Regions from separate parts of the Mus musculus genome. Here all the other regions are linked to region 1. Evidence: chromatin contacts called from public HiChIP or PLAC-seq and promoter capture Hi-C data. All regions are on one chromosome and are shown on one strand. The core of a region is the stretch at or near the end of the contact, and the rest is flanking DNA. Distances in the headings are between cores, read along the strand shown. Region 1 holds the start of Nans (N-acetylneuraminic acid synthase (sialic acid synthase)). Region 2 holds the start of Npr2 (natriuretic peptide receptor 2). Region 3 holds the start of Fam221b (family with sequence similarity 221, member B). Region 4 overlaps Rnf38 (ring finger protein 38).

Region 1 (2,847 bases), core at 93-2,592:
AAATCCAAGGAGTGTGCTGTAGGAGACCCGGGCTGGGAGACACTCCAGGGCCGCAGTCTGAGCCCCGCTCTAGAGTTCAGGATGACTTTGGCCAAATTAGTGAAACTCCCTGAGGCTAATGCCTCTCATATAGTAGAAACAGCTATGGCTGTCTAAAATGTACTGCACTGTGGACTGGAGGCATGCATGGTTCAGCGATAAGGCTCATTGGCTGCTCTTCCAGAGGACCTGGGCTCAGTTCTCAGCATCCACTTGGTGGCTCACAATCGTCTGTACTCCAATTCCAGGGACTATGATTCCCTCTTCTCAGTTCTTCAGGTACCAGGCACACATGTGGTGCACAAAACAAACCATATACATAAAAACAAATTAAACAAATTAAATACCATACCAATTTTTGCAATCAAAGATTTCTTTTTTTGTTGTTTTTGCTTTTGTTTTTTTCGAGACAGGGTTTCTCTGTATAGCCCTGGCTGTCCTGGAACTCACTTTGTAGACCAGGCTGGCCTCGAACTCAGAAATCTGCCTGCCTCTGCCTCTCGAGTGCTGGGATTAAAGGCGTGTGCCACTATGCCCGGCTTCAAAGATTTCTATATACTGTCTTACAATTCTATATGATACTTCTGTTTCAGGGAAGAATGTAAACAATGCTTGAGAAGACCAGAGAGTCATAACTGTCTTAATGTTAGCCACAAATACCATTTTAGTGCTTCTCAAGTTGCATCTCACAAGGTTACTAAGATTCCCCACCACCACCCATTTCCTTCACTCTCTTGGAAAGTGAGGTGGCTCCAGAGATGCCTTGGATGGGGTATAACCTGATATGGCAAAACCAGGAGCCACTAGGGTTTCCTGAGGCATTTGGTGTCTGCCCTTTCCCTCTAACGTGATTTTTCATGAGATTTCTAGAAAACTGCAGACTACAGTTAGTTGTTAGCGGCTGCGTGGAAATTCCTGTTAGTCTGTTGACAAAAGACATCACGCAGATTCTTGGGTGAGCGCTCCTCTCTGTCTTATGCTCGCAAGATTTCCTCGTCTTTCTGTTCTGTCTCAGAATCCGCAACCATGGGATTCGAACTCTAGAACACCTACTTTCCTGACTGCTTCATGGGCTGCACTCTCTCCTTGTTCTTCTATCTAGCCATAAAGTAGACCAAATTGTGTCTAGAGGCGTAGGCAGCGCTGGAGGGGCGGGGCTTGCTTTTCTCCCCGCTCTCTGCAGAGGTAAGGCTCCGATTGGCTGTCGAGCGAGACGGGGCCCGCGGATTGGCTGCGCGACAGCCGCCGGCTGACGTGGCGGGGCTGAGACCTGCGGGCCTGCGCGGCGGGTGCGGAAACGCCCGGGGCAGCAAGCAGGCGCGGGTAATGCACCATGCCGCTGGAACTGGAGCTGTGTCCCGGGCGCTGGGTGGGTGGAAAGCACCCGTGCTTCATCATCGCGGAGATCGGCCAGAACCACCAAGGAGACATAGATGTGGCCAAGCGCATGATCCGCACTGCCAAGGTGAGGGGCGGGGCCCGTGGAGGAGTAAGTAGCGGAGGAGCCCAGGAAGGTTGACGGAGGAGTTTGCAGGGAACCCGGGCGGGGGGCAGGCTAACGGAGGGGCCCGGGAGAATTCACGGAGGGGCTTGGGAGAGCGCGGCCGCGATTGCCTTCTGGTCCTGTGCTCCGCGTCTCTCTTGCCTCGGCTCCCCAACTCCGTCTAACAGCTGCTCTTGCTCGCCCTCCCAACCGATCTTCTTTCTGTTTAGATCAGCTCCTACCCTTGCCTGGCCTGCTCCGTGGCTTCCTACCTAACCAGAATCTTAGGGACCCAGCCCCTTCCTGCTTGTCATATGCCACCCCAGAGATCCTCCCGTGTGATATTTGTCTACAGTCCTTGGAAGTTGGTGTGGTTTTTCTCAGTCCCAGTGTTTGGATTACTAACCGGTAAAAAGTGCAGATCGGGTTAGGGACTAAGCTGCCTGATTTGAAAACCCGGCTTCATGGAGCTGGGATGAGCATCCGTGAAGGGAAGGAGTGAAAAGCACAATAATTAGTCCAGGGCTCCTTGGGTGACCACTAACTACAGCTGCTGAGATGCTTGTGACTACACGCCCACCCACTTCTCTTAGTAAGTTTCCACACGTTCAGTCCGAACGACAGGGATGGCTTCTCCAGCTACAGCCCGCAGCCCTAGGTCTCACGGTGTTTTGCTTCTAGTCCTTTTAAAACAGGGACTTACTCTAACCTGGGCTAGACTGGGAGTCATCATGTATCCCAGGCTATCCCTCAGATATTTTGCTTCAGGCTTCCAAGTACTGGGATTACAGGTGCTAGCCTTCACTCAGGACTTGTCATACTTTCTTTTAATCCTTTCTTTGTTTTGAATGAATCTTTGAAGAGAAACCGTCCTGTTCGTCATTGTGACCCTAACCCTCAGCTTTCATAAAGTCTACCCTGTGATTTCTTTTTTCTTTTTTCTTTTTTTGGTTTGTTATCTTTTTAATTGATTGTTATTATTGTTTTTGGAGACAAGAGTCTCACTCTGTAATGTAGATTGGCTTGGAATTTACTCTGTAGACTAGGCTAGGCTCTCAAGCTTGGACCCGTTTTCCTGTCATAGTCTCCCAAGTGTCGAGAGTGTAGGCATGGGTCATTACATTCAGCAGTTCCTGGGGCTGGAAAGATGGCTCAGTGGTTAAGAGCATTGGCTTCTTTTCCAAAGGACCTGAGTTCAGTTCCCAGCACCCACATGGCTGCTCACAGCTATTTCTAACCCCATCGAGTGTCAAGATAGCACTCCACTCTCTACATGGACTCTCTCAAATTCAGTTTTATCTTACCTTTCCTTAGAACTAATTAAT
Region 2 (2,847 bases), core at 122-2,621, 2.9 Mb before region 1:
AATGATGTCATCTCTCACAAGCTGTTCTTCCAGATGGGGTCAGCACTCCAGATAAGGGGTACCTGGATGAACTTTCTAGCCTGGAATTTTAGGAGTGAGGTGGATCCCTAGGTGGGGGTACAATGAACTTTAATTGCTGAGGCCTGTTAGGCTTAGTCAGTCCATAAGCTCCCACCAAGTGTGGCTCAGGAAGACAAAAGGACAAGGCCCTGGGAACAGATGGCTGATGGATCCAATAGGCATAAGAGCAGAACGACCGTGGAGACAGAAACAGAGTGGAGAGTTGAGTCCCCAGGAAGAGGAGGACTCGTGGACTCCATAAAGATCCGAGAAGAATGGAGTCCTTTGGTGCCATGAGGGTCTGACTTCCTCCTGCCTGAGGAAAAGCACTCTGGCGTTGAGGAGATGGGTAGAGTTTTCCCTACCCAGGAATAAATGGATACCCAGTGATTGGGGATTTCTGACAGTTTCCTGGAGACTGGAGCATCTGCGGAAATCTGATTGAGTGAATGGACTCTAAGAAAAGTGGGGTGTCAAGGGAAGAAGGCAGGCATGAGTGAGATGGGAGCAGTCCTGTGCACAAGGGGCTTGGGGGAAGCAGAGGAAGGCCCTTACAGTATGGGGACGCCCATGAACCTCGCTGGCCTAGAGGCCCGGGGTGCTGAGCCCCTGGGGCGCTCACCGGGTGGTTTGGGGACTGGGAGGTCCCTGGGCGCCAGGCAGGGGTGGGGGTGGCAGCAGCAGCCGGAGGGTGGGGCCGGGCGGGGAGGGGAGGGGGAGGGGCGGGGTCGGGCGGCCTGCCGGGGAAGTCACACTCGGCCGCCGCCGCGGGCGCAGCGAGCGGAGACGCGCCGGGCCGAGGCGACCTGACCTGGACGAGCGAGCGGCGCGCGCGGGGGCCCAGGCGGGGGGCGGGAGGCAGCGGCGGGCAGCGCAGGCCGCCGGGCCCGGGAGAAGCGGAGCGGAGAGGAGCGGGGGACACGGGCGGGGCCGCCGCAGCTCCGGATGGGACCAGCGCCCGGGCCCGTTAGTCCAGGCAGGAGCTTCGGGAGAAGCCGTCACTGGGAGAGTCACCCCTGCCTTTCCCTCCCCTCTGGCCCAGGCCTCGCTTCGCTCCCTGCCTGCCCATGTCCCAGTCCTTCCGCGGCGGGCGCCCTCCCACCTCAGCCCGGGGCTCTGGCTTCTCGCAGCTCTTTGCTCTCCCGGCCCGATCAGCTGTGAGGTGTCCCCGGGCCGTTTCTTTGTGCCAGCCTCCCCCAAGTCCCTACCCCATCCCAGGCTCAGATTCCTCCCTTCTCGGCTTGGAATTGTCAGGCTACTTCACCTCTCACTGTCCTCATCCCGGTCGCAGGCCCCCTTGGTCTCTTCTTCCTTCTGCCACCCTATCCTTAGTCCCTGGACCTGGCTGTGGGCTGGTAGCCCACTCCTTCCCGACCCAGGTTTCCCCCCATCCTCTTCTTGCGTGGTCCCCAGCACTTTCTGTATCCGGGCCGACTAAGCTTGCCCCCACTTCTCTTCCTGGCCCTCTTCCCCAGGCTCCAGGCTGGGTGGCGCTTGTGCCTGCCCAGTAGGCCAGAGCGGCCCCTGGTTCGGGGGACCGTGGGTCAGCTGCTCTATCCCCATGGCACTGCCATCCCTGCTGCTGGTGGTGGCAGCCCTGGCAGGTGGGGTGCGTCCTCCGGGGGCACGGAACCTGACGCTGGCGGTGGTGCTGCCAGAACACAACCTGAGCTATGCCTGGGCCTGGCCACGGGTGGGTCCTGCTGTGGCACTGGCTGTGGAGGCACTGGGCCGGGCACTGCCCGTGGACCTGCGGTTTGTCAGCTCCGAACTAGACGGCGCCTGCTCTGAGTACCTGGCACCACTGCGCGCTGTGGACCTCAAGCTGTACCATGACCCCGACCTTCTGTTGGGCCCCGGTTGTGTGTACCCCGCTGCCTCTGTGGCTCGCTTTGCCTCACACTGGCGCCTTCCCCTCCTGACTGCGGGGGCAGTGGCCTCTGGCTTTGCAGCTAAGAATGAGCATTATCGTACCCTGGTTCGCACTGGCCCCTCTGCGCCCAAGCTGGGTGAGTTTGTAGTGACATTGCACGGGCACTTCAATTGGACAGCTCGGGCTGCTTTGCTGTATCTGGATGCTCGCACAGATGACCGGCCCCACTACTTCACCATCGAGGGCGTCTTTGAGGCCCTGCAGGGCAGCAACCTCAGTGTGCAGCACCAGGTGTATGCCCGAGAGCCAGGTGGCCCTGAGCAAGCCACCCACTTCATCAGAGCCAACGGGCGCAGTAAGTGTGGCCCGGGCTGTTTTAGAAACAGGGGAGGTGGGCCGCTATGTCCCTGGAGCAGTGCAACACAGAGAAATAGGCAGAGATAGGAAGGGGAGAGTTCTATGTGATGGTTGGGATGGAGGAACTTTTGAGGACAGAGCTCCTGAGAGAACCTGGCATCAGTCAGAGGTCAGCAAGGCTGAGCCTGGGGCTGGGGTTTGAGTAGTGGATGTGGGTGATGTCTGATCTGAAATGTGCACCTGTCTGTGAGCAGAGACCCCTTAGATTGGAACACAAAGCCTCTTGGTAGCATAGAGATGACTCTATGGGTTCAGGTTTGATTGGGAAAGCAGGTAAGGCTCACACAAAAATTGTGAGCACAAGTGCTTGTGAGCCTAGGGAGAGGTAGGCAGGAGGGGACGTGGGGGCTGTGAAGTCTAGCAAACACAGCTTTGGGGGAAGGAGGGGCTTGGGTCATCACGCCAGTCTCTGGGGTCTGGAGTTGGGCTCTGACTTGGACCAGATGGTCCATGTGGCCCCAGGGCACTTGCGACATGAGCTCTAAGGGGAGGGATGG
Region 3 (2,847 bases), core at 118-2,617, 2.8 Mb before region 1:
TCTGCCTGGCGGTACAGTACCATTGGCTCTCCACTACCACCTCTGCATATCCACCCACTCAACCTTACACTTAGGACATATTTTATAAACATCCCAAACTAACACTTTACTCAGGCACCATGTATGCATCTGGGACCAGATGAGCTTGAGAGGCAATGCAGCACACAGGAGCAGAATGGATGGCTTGTCTCCAGGATGCTGTGAAGAGGGAGGGTGCTAGATTCACCCTAGAAAGATCCAGGAGGGAAGCTCTTTCCTCCTCCAGCAAGACCTTTTGAACACACACAACCTTCTGAACCAGCCTAATGGATGACATCCAAGTTTCTTGGCCCTGACTGGCAAGGTCTGTTGTCACCACCTCAGACCCTTTCAGGTGCTAAGGAATGAACTGGAGGCTTTTATATGCTGGCAAGTGCTCTATCATGGAGCTACACCCAAAAACCCTTGGTATTTTGAGACAGGGTCTCACTATAGGCCTGGCTGGCCTAGAATTTGGACCAAGCTGGCTTTAAACTGGCAATAATTCTCCTGCCTCTACTTCCCAGGTACTGAAATTACAGGCCAGTGCCACCACTCGGGCTTCCAACACAGACCCTGTCATCTGTACAAGTCTATCATCATTTGTAAGAGCTACTTAAGGATTCACGTGTTTCTCTGATCTGTAGTGTGTCCCGTGTCTCAGAGACAGTATTAGCTACCTTGAGATATTGCATCTTAAGCTCATTAGAGCGATCTCTCAGCAGAAGACCTGGGTTTAATTCTCAACATGGCTGCTCACGACCGCCCGTAATTCTAGTCCCAAGGGCTCTGACCCTCTCTTCCAGCCTCCACAGACACTGTACTCATGTGGTGTACAAATATACACGCAGGCAAACACACCCATACACATAAAATAAAATTAAAGGTTTGTTTTTTAAAAAAGTAATTACTTTCCCTGGGGTCTTTCTACAGGGCAAACTAGCAAAGGGGCAGAGGGAGGATGACGAGAAAGTGGGTGAGAACGCGGACAAAAAGTAGAGGACGAGCGGGGAAGGACAGATGGTATTAGGAAAAGTGGCAGGGTAAAGGGCTGGGGTGGAGGGCTGTTTGAAAAACTACCTACCTCTCTGCTTGGGCTTGGTGATCCCAAGTCCTTAGGTCAGGATCTTTACCTGGGTTGGAGGGGGAAGTATTGATTCTGACCTACGGAATGGTTTTGCTGTTGATGAGCCAGGCTGTAGGTGCTAACTGAGAGGCCTTGTTAAGTTTGTTTGGGAAGGCGTAGGCACCTGCAGACCTTAGCAAAGGGACTCTGGCCCCAGTTGATAAAGGCAGTAAAGGGAAGGAAGAAGAGAGGTCCAGGGCCAATGAAGGATGCGCTCTAGAACCCAGGACAGGCTTCGATCCCCAGGGCAACAGAAATGCCAAGTAGTCTCCAGGGCAACAGAAGTCTTCTCGTCATCTCCGGGCGTGGGTGAGGTTTCCTGAGAGGGCTGCTTTGGATCTAGTTGGGATCAGAGTTGAGTGAGTCTCTCTGTAGGCTGTGCAGACCTAGGAATGGGAGGAACACGGCCCGAGAGGAGCCTGGTTTTGTGAATTTCTGGAAGGTTTCTGTACAGTATGTGAGCCGCGTTCACTGGGAGATGTGGACCTGAGAGGTGACCCAGGGCCGGGCGGTGAGGCTTGAGACAGAGGCTCTAAGGTAGGCAGCGCAGCAGGCTTCAGTTAGAGGCCAATAGAATTGGGTAGGGGCGGGCTTTGCTGAGAGCGGCCAATCGCATGGGGCGCGGGGCGGAGCGTCAGGCGAGCGTCACGCCGCGGCCGCCGCGGGGCCTGGTTAACGCCGGTTCAGCGCAGCCCGGAGTCGCCCAGGCCTGAACTCCTCCCCAGGTCCCGGCCCCGGCCCCGGCCCCGGCCCCAGCCCCGAGCCCGCGAGGACGCCAGAGGCCACCCCCCGGGGGTGGGGAGCGGAGCCGCGGGTCAGCTCTACGAGCGTCCCGTGCTGGCCTGGCCGGCCCCGCCCCCGCCCCGGGCCATGGCCCAGCCCTTGTCCCGGCCCCTCATCCTATCCCAATTTCAGCCTTGGCCTCCGGCCACGCCCTCGCCCCGCTTCCCAAACCTGTCCAGGCCCCGGCCGGTGTCCCAGCGAATGTCCAGGTCCAGGTCCCCGCTTCAACCCCGGTCCCTGCCCCCAGCCTGGCCGCTATCTCCGCCTCGGCCCTTGTTCCACCCCTTGTCACAATTCCCAGCCCAGCATCTGACCCTGTCCCATTCCCCGCGTTTGCTTAAGCCCCTGGCCCAGCCACAGCCCTTGCTTCAATCTCCATCACACCCACTCCTTCCATCACACCTTCTGCCCTTGTTTGAGCCCCGGTGCTCAGTTCAGCGCCACCCAAAAAAAGCCCAGTCTTTGCCCCCATCTCTATGTTTGCCCAAGTCTCTTCCACTGGGTCCCCGCCTCTCTCATACTCTACCCCTCTCCCAGCCTCGACTCAGGTCTGGGCTCCAGCTGCCACCAGCCCTATTGCTGCTGTTGCTGTTTTCTGTCCTTGGTCCAGGGGCTGGTGAGTGGAGAAGCGGAAAGGATTGAGACCGGATGGGGTTCCAGGGAGGGATAGCTTGGAAAGAGTCGGGAGAGGTGGGACTTGGTGAGCTCGGTCACTGGGGGAAGAAATGTGTGTGTGTTGGAGGGGAAGAGCAAGAAGGGGGCTTACACAAGAGATGGATTTGCAGCCTTTAAGAGTGGTGAGGCAGGGACTCTCAGGTAGTTCAGCAGGTTGCTAATAGTCCTCAAGAGATGGAGATCTCCTTTCCCGGTGTCCATCCTGACTCCTTGAGTCTGGCTTACCCTGGGAAGTCTTGGGGACT
Region 4 (2,847 bases), core at 236-2,735, 2.3 Mb before region 1:
AGCAGTGATGGCTTAAAACAGACGCTTTCATTTATCCTTTCCTACACCCTACATATTTTACTTTTATCTTCCTACAGAAACTGAATGGTTAGAACAAATGATTAAGACATAAAAGATTTTTTTTTTTAAAAAACAGAGTATTAAGTGGCAAAATAATGAACAGTAGCTCAAGAGAAGATTCTTCAGAAAAGCTCAGAGTTACCTTCAAGAAGTCTCTGAGAAGAGTACTAATTTCCACATACAACAGAAAGTAAGAGGATACTCACAAGCTTGTTTAAGCCTTCCTAGAAACAAGCTAGAATGTATCTGTGACTTTCAGCCCTGTGTAGGGAAAGGGTAAACATATAAGAACCTGGAAGAAAGCTTTGAAGTGAGCATCCTCTTGAATGGTAGTGTTCTGATCACTTGGGAGAAGAGGGAACAGGCTCTGAAGTCTCACCCTTTCACAAATCACCTTGTTAGGATGGCCAGGTAGAGGTGCTGAATTGGCCCCGGGAGATATCTGGGAAAAAGAGGGAGAAGAAAAGGATAGTTCATGCTGGCCATACTGACATGGAGAACAAGCCTATGAAGGAGAGCTGAGGTTTCGAGTGTGATAGTTCTGTCAGCAGACGGGGCAGGGCAAGAGGAACTTTAAACACAAAATACAGGCTGCACGAACGGTCTCTAGCAATGGAGCTTCTCATACAAAAAGGTTTGAGATAAAAAATATCACAGCTTGGGGAGCTCAAGTCCCTGTTCCCCAAATACCTAGGAATAGTAACCTCTAAAGACCAGACTTCAGGCTAAGACCTGAGGTAAAACACTTAAGTGGAGTGATGAATGTTTACCTACACTGTATTTTTTTCTCAATGTACTTTTAGTGACCTTGGTGAAAAAAGACTTGACAATACTTATGGTAAAAGTTCTATACTATCAGCTGAAAGACTGTGTGTACTTCATGTACAAATGTTACGTTTAACTGAGGATGGCCTGTCCAGTCTATCCAATAAACTTTAGCTACATCTATTCAGTACTAGGGAGGCTGAGGCAAGAACATCCCAAGTTCTAAGCTAACCTGGGCTAGAAATCATGATCTTGTCTCAAGATTTAAAAAAAAAAAAAAAAAAAAGAAAAGCAAATGAAAATCCTCAAACAGTAACAAAAGGCCAAATAAAGGAAACAACACAAAACTAAAGGCTCTGCTAAGGAAATGAAGACAAACTCCTAAGTCTGAAAGTAAACAACTGTAACGTAAAAATCTGGACTGTAGTTTAAATCTCCTTACATTTGTGTAAGTCTGTAGCAATTTAAAACCATGAACAACACTCTTCACTATGTTGTGACAGTGAAATTTTCCTTGGGGACTCCAAGTTTAAAGACTTGTTTATGCTCACACATACAAAAAAAATAAGATAAAATAAAACGTGCTTAACACCGTGTGCTTTTACAGTTTTTTCCCTCAGTCTTAGATCTAAGGGTCTCCTTGGTAACAGGCACTAAACAAAAAAAGGGCGTGGTTTCCTACCTTCTAACAGGCATATGCTAGCAAAAAAAGGAGGGGAAGGTGGAAAGGAAAGAAAAAGAACCAAATCAATCGCTGTTAAGTAAGTTTCTGATGACACTGACACGGAGTGCTCTGCTCTGAGAGCCGGACGGGAGCAGGAGAGTAAGAAAACACAGCTCGGGGCTGGTGAGATGGCTCAGTGGGTAAGAGCACCCGACTGCTCTTCCGAAGGTCCAGAGTTCAAATCTCAGCAACCACGTGGTGGCTCACAACCATCCATAACAAGATCTGACTCCCTCTTCTGGTGTGTCTGAAGACAGCTACGGTGTACTTACATATAATAATAAATAAATCTTAAAAAAAAAAAAAGAAAACACAGCTCTCAGAATGGCAGATAGTAAAAGAGATGCTAGAGAGGAATTTAAGGACATCATAAAGTGAATGCTGTAGTACTGCCATGCTTTGATCATCTCTGACCCATCTGTAACTTTGTTGTCAATGTGGCATAAACCTCATAAACATGGTAAGAACAAAAATACTGCCAAAGACCTACTACCACCCCTCAGAGGTTAATAAAGAGGAATATTTGTTAGTTTACTACACAGTATATTTTGGATATAAACTATAGTTTATCTCTGTATTGCAAACATAATGTGCACTCTTTACACTTATGAGTATGTGAAGAACAGTGAAGAATATTTACTGTTTTCTAAAAGCTAAGAGATATATACATGTTAAGGAACTAAGCTATAAGGATTAAAAAATAAAAATCCCAAAGACCTTATTTTAATTAAAAAGCGACGGTCAACAAGATGGCTCAGTAGGTAAAAGGGCTTGCCACCAACTCTGATGGCCTGGATTAGATTCCTGAAACCCACATAGTGGGTAGAGAAAGAGAATTTACTCCCCAAAGTTTGTCTTATGACCTCCACATGTCATGGTTTAAATGTGTGCCACCCTATTAAATAAGCGTGAAAAGGGGAGGACAGAATGGATGCAAGCAACCAACAGTATGATATTCACGCACTATAAAGCAGGAAATACTGGAACATAACTGAATTAATAAGAAAATAAAAGGTAGATTTGATTCCCAGCACAGCACAGCCGTGCAAGTGGCTTGTGCCTCTGACCAGAGCCCTCCTAAGCAGAGGACTGCTAAGAACTCTAGGCCAGCCTCACATAGTAAGTCCTTTCTCAAAACAATAAAACCAACCCAAAAGAGATAAGACGTATATTTGCCATTCTTGATCTTCATTCAGCAAGGAATGTCACAAAAACCTCTCTCCAAATGAGCTGTTCCTTCTTCTAATTAGTACTCTACCTGCAATTCTCTTGGGCGGTTTTTTATGTTCACATAAGTG

The links. Promoter capture Hi-C pulls out the DNA fragments that hold promoters and counts their contacts. HiChIP or PLAC-seq counts read pairs in DNA pulled down with a chosen protein or histone mark.
Region 2: a contact with region 1 is called in a promoter capture Hi-C map of liver, with 2.4 times the contacts expected there. The contact joins the promoter of Npr2 here to the promoter of Nans in region 1. A contact is called at or near these places in 2 of 39 promoter capture datasets (liver and pre-B cells).
Region 3: a promoter capture Hi-C map of pre-B cells shows a contact between it and region 1, with 2.1 times the contacts expected there. The contact joins the promoter of Fam221b here to the promoter of Nans in region 1. A contact is called at or near these places in 1 of 39 promoter capture datasets (pre-B cells) and 2 of 115 datasets of contacts at active chromatin or transcription factors (astrocytes and embryonic forebrain).
Region 4: an H3K27ac HiChIP or PLAC-seq map of thymic regulatory T cells shows a contact between it and region 1, with 6 times the contacts expected there. The contact joins the enhancer-like site here to the promoter of Nans in region 1. A contact is called at or near these places in 3 of 39 promoter capture datasets (hippocampal neurons, liver and pre-B cells) and 1 of 115 datasets of contacts at active chromatin or transcription factors (thymic regulatory T cells).

What each region holds. Positions count from the first base shown.
Region 1 is chr4:46,487,987-46,490,833 of GRCm38.p6, forward strand. Nans (N-acetylneuraminic acid synthase (sialic acid synthase)) reads left to right here and starts at 1,343. Exons shown (of 6, transcript NM_053179.3): 1 at 1,343-1,504. The coding sequence starts at 1,373.
Region 2 is chr4:43,630,564-43,633,410 of GRCm38.p6, forward strand. It overlaps Npr2 (natriuretic peptide receptor 2), which reads left to right and starts at 1,372. Exons shown (of 22, transcript NM_173788.4): 1 at 1,372-2,288. The coding sequence starts at 1,622.
Region 3 is chr4:43,667,492-43,670,338 of GRCm38.p6, forward strand. It overlaps Fam221b (family with sequence similarity 221, member B), which reads right to left and starts at 1,368. Exons shown (of 7, transcript NM_175517.3): 1 at 1,103-1,368. Tmem8b (transmembrane protein 8B) reads left to right here and starts at 1,816. Exons shown (of 13, transcript NM_001368840.1): 1 at 1,816-2,543. The coding sequence starts at 2,015.
Region 4 is chr4:44,158,551-44,161,397 of GRCm38.p6, forward strand. The region is part of intron 2 of Rnf38 (ring finger protein 38); the gene reads right to left. Among named protein-coding and RNA genes, the nearest start is that of Mir5106, 61 kb to the right of the region's middle. Within about 2 kb of position 1,486, at least 26 of the 459 cell types and tissues checked have an H3K27ac peak or open chromatin away from gene starts, as enhancers often do. A contact at or near this core is called in thymic regulatory T cells, where this site is marked.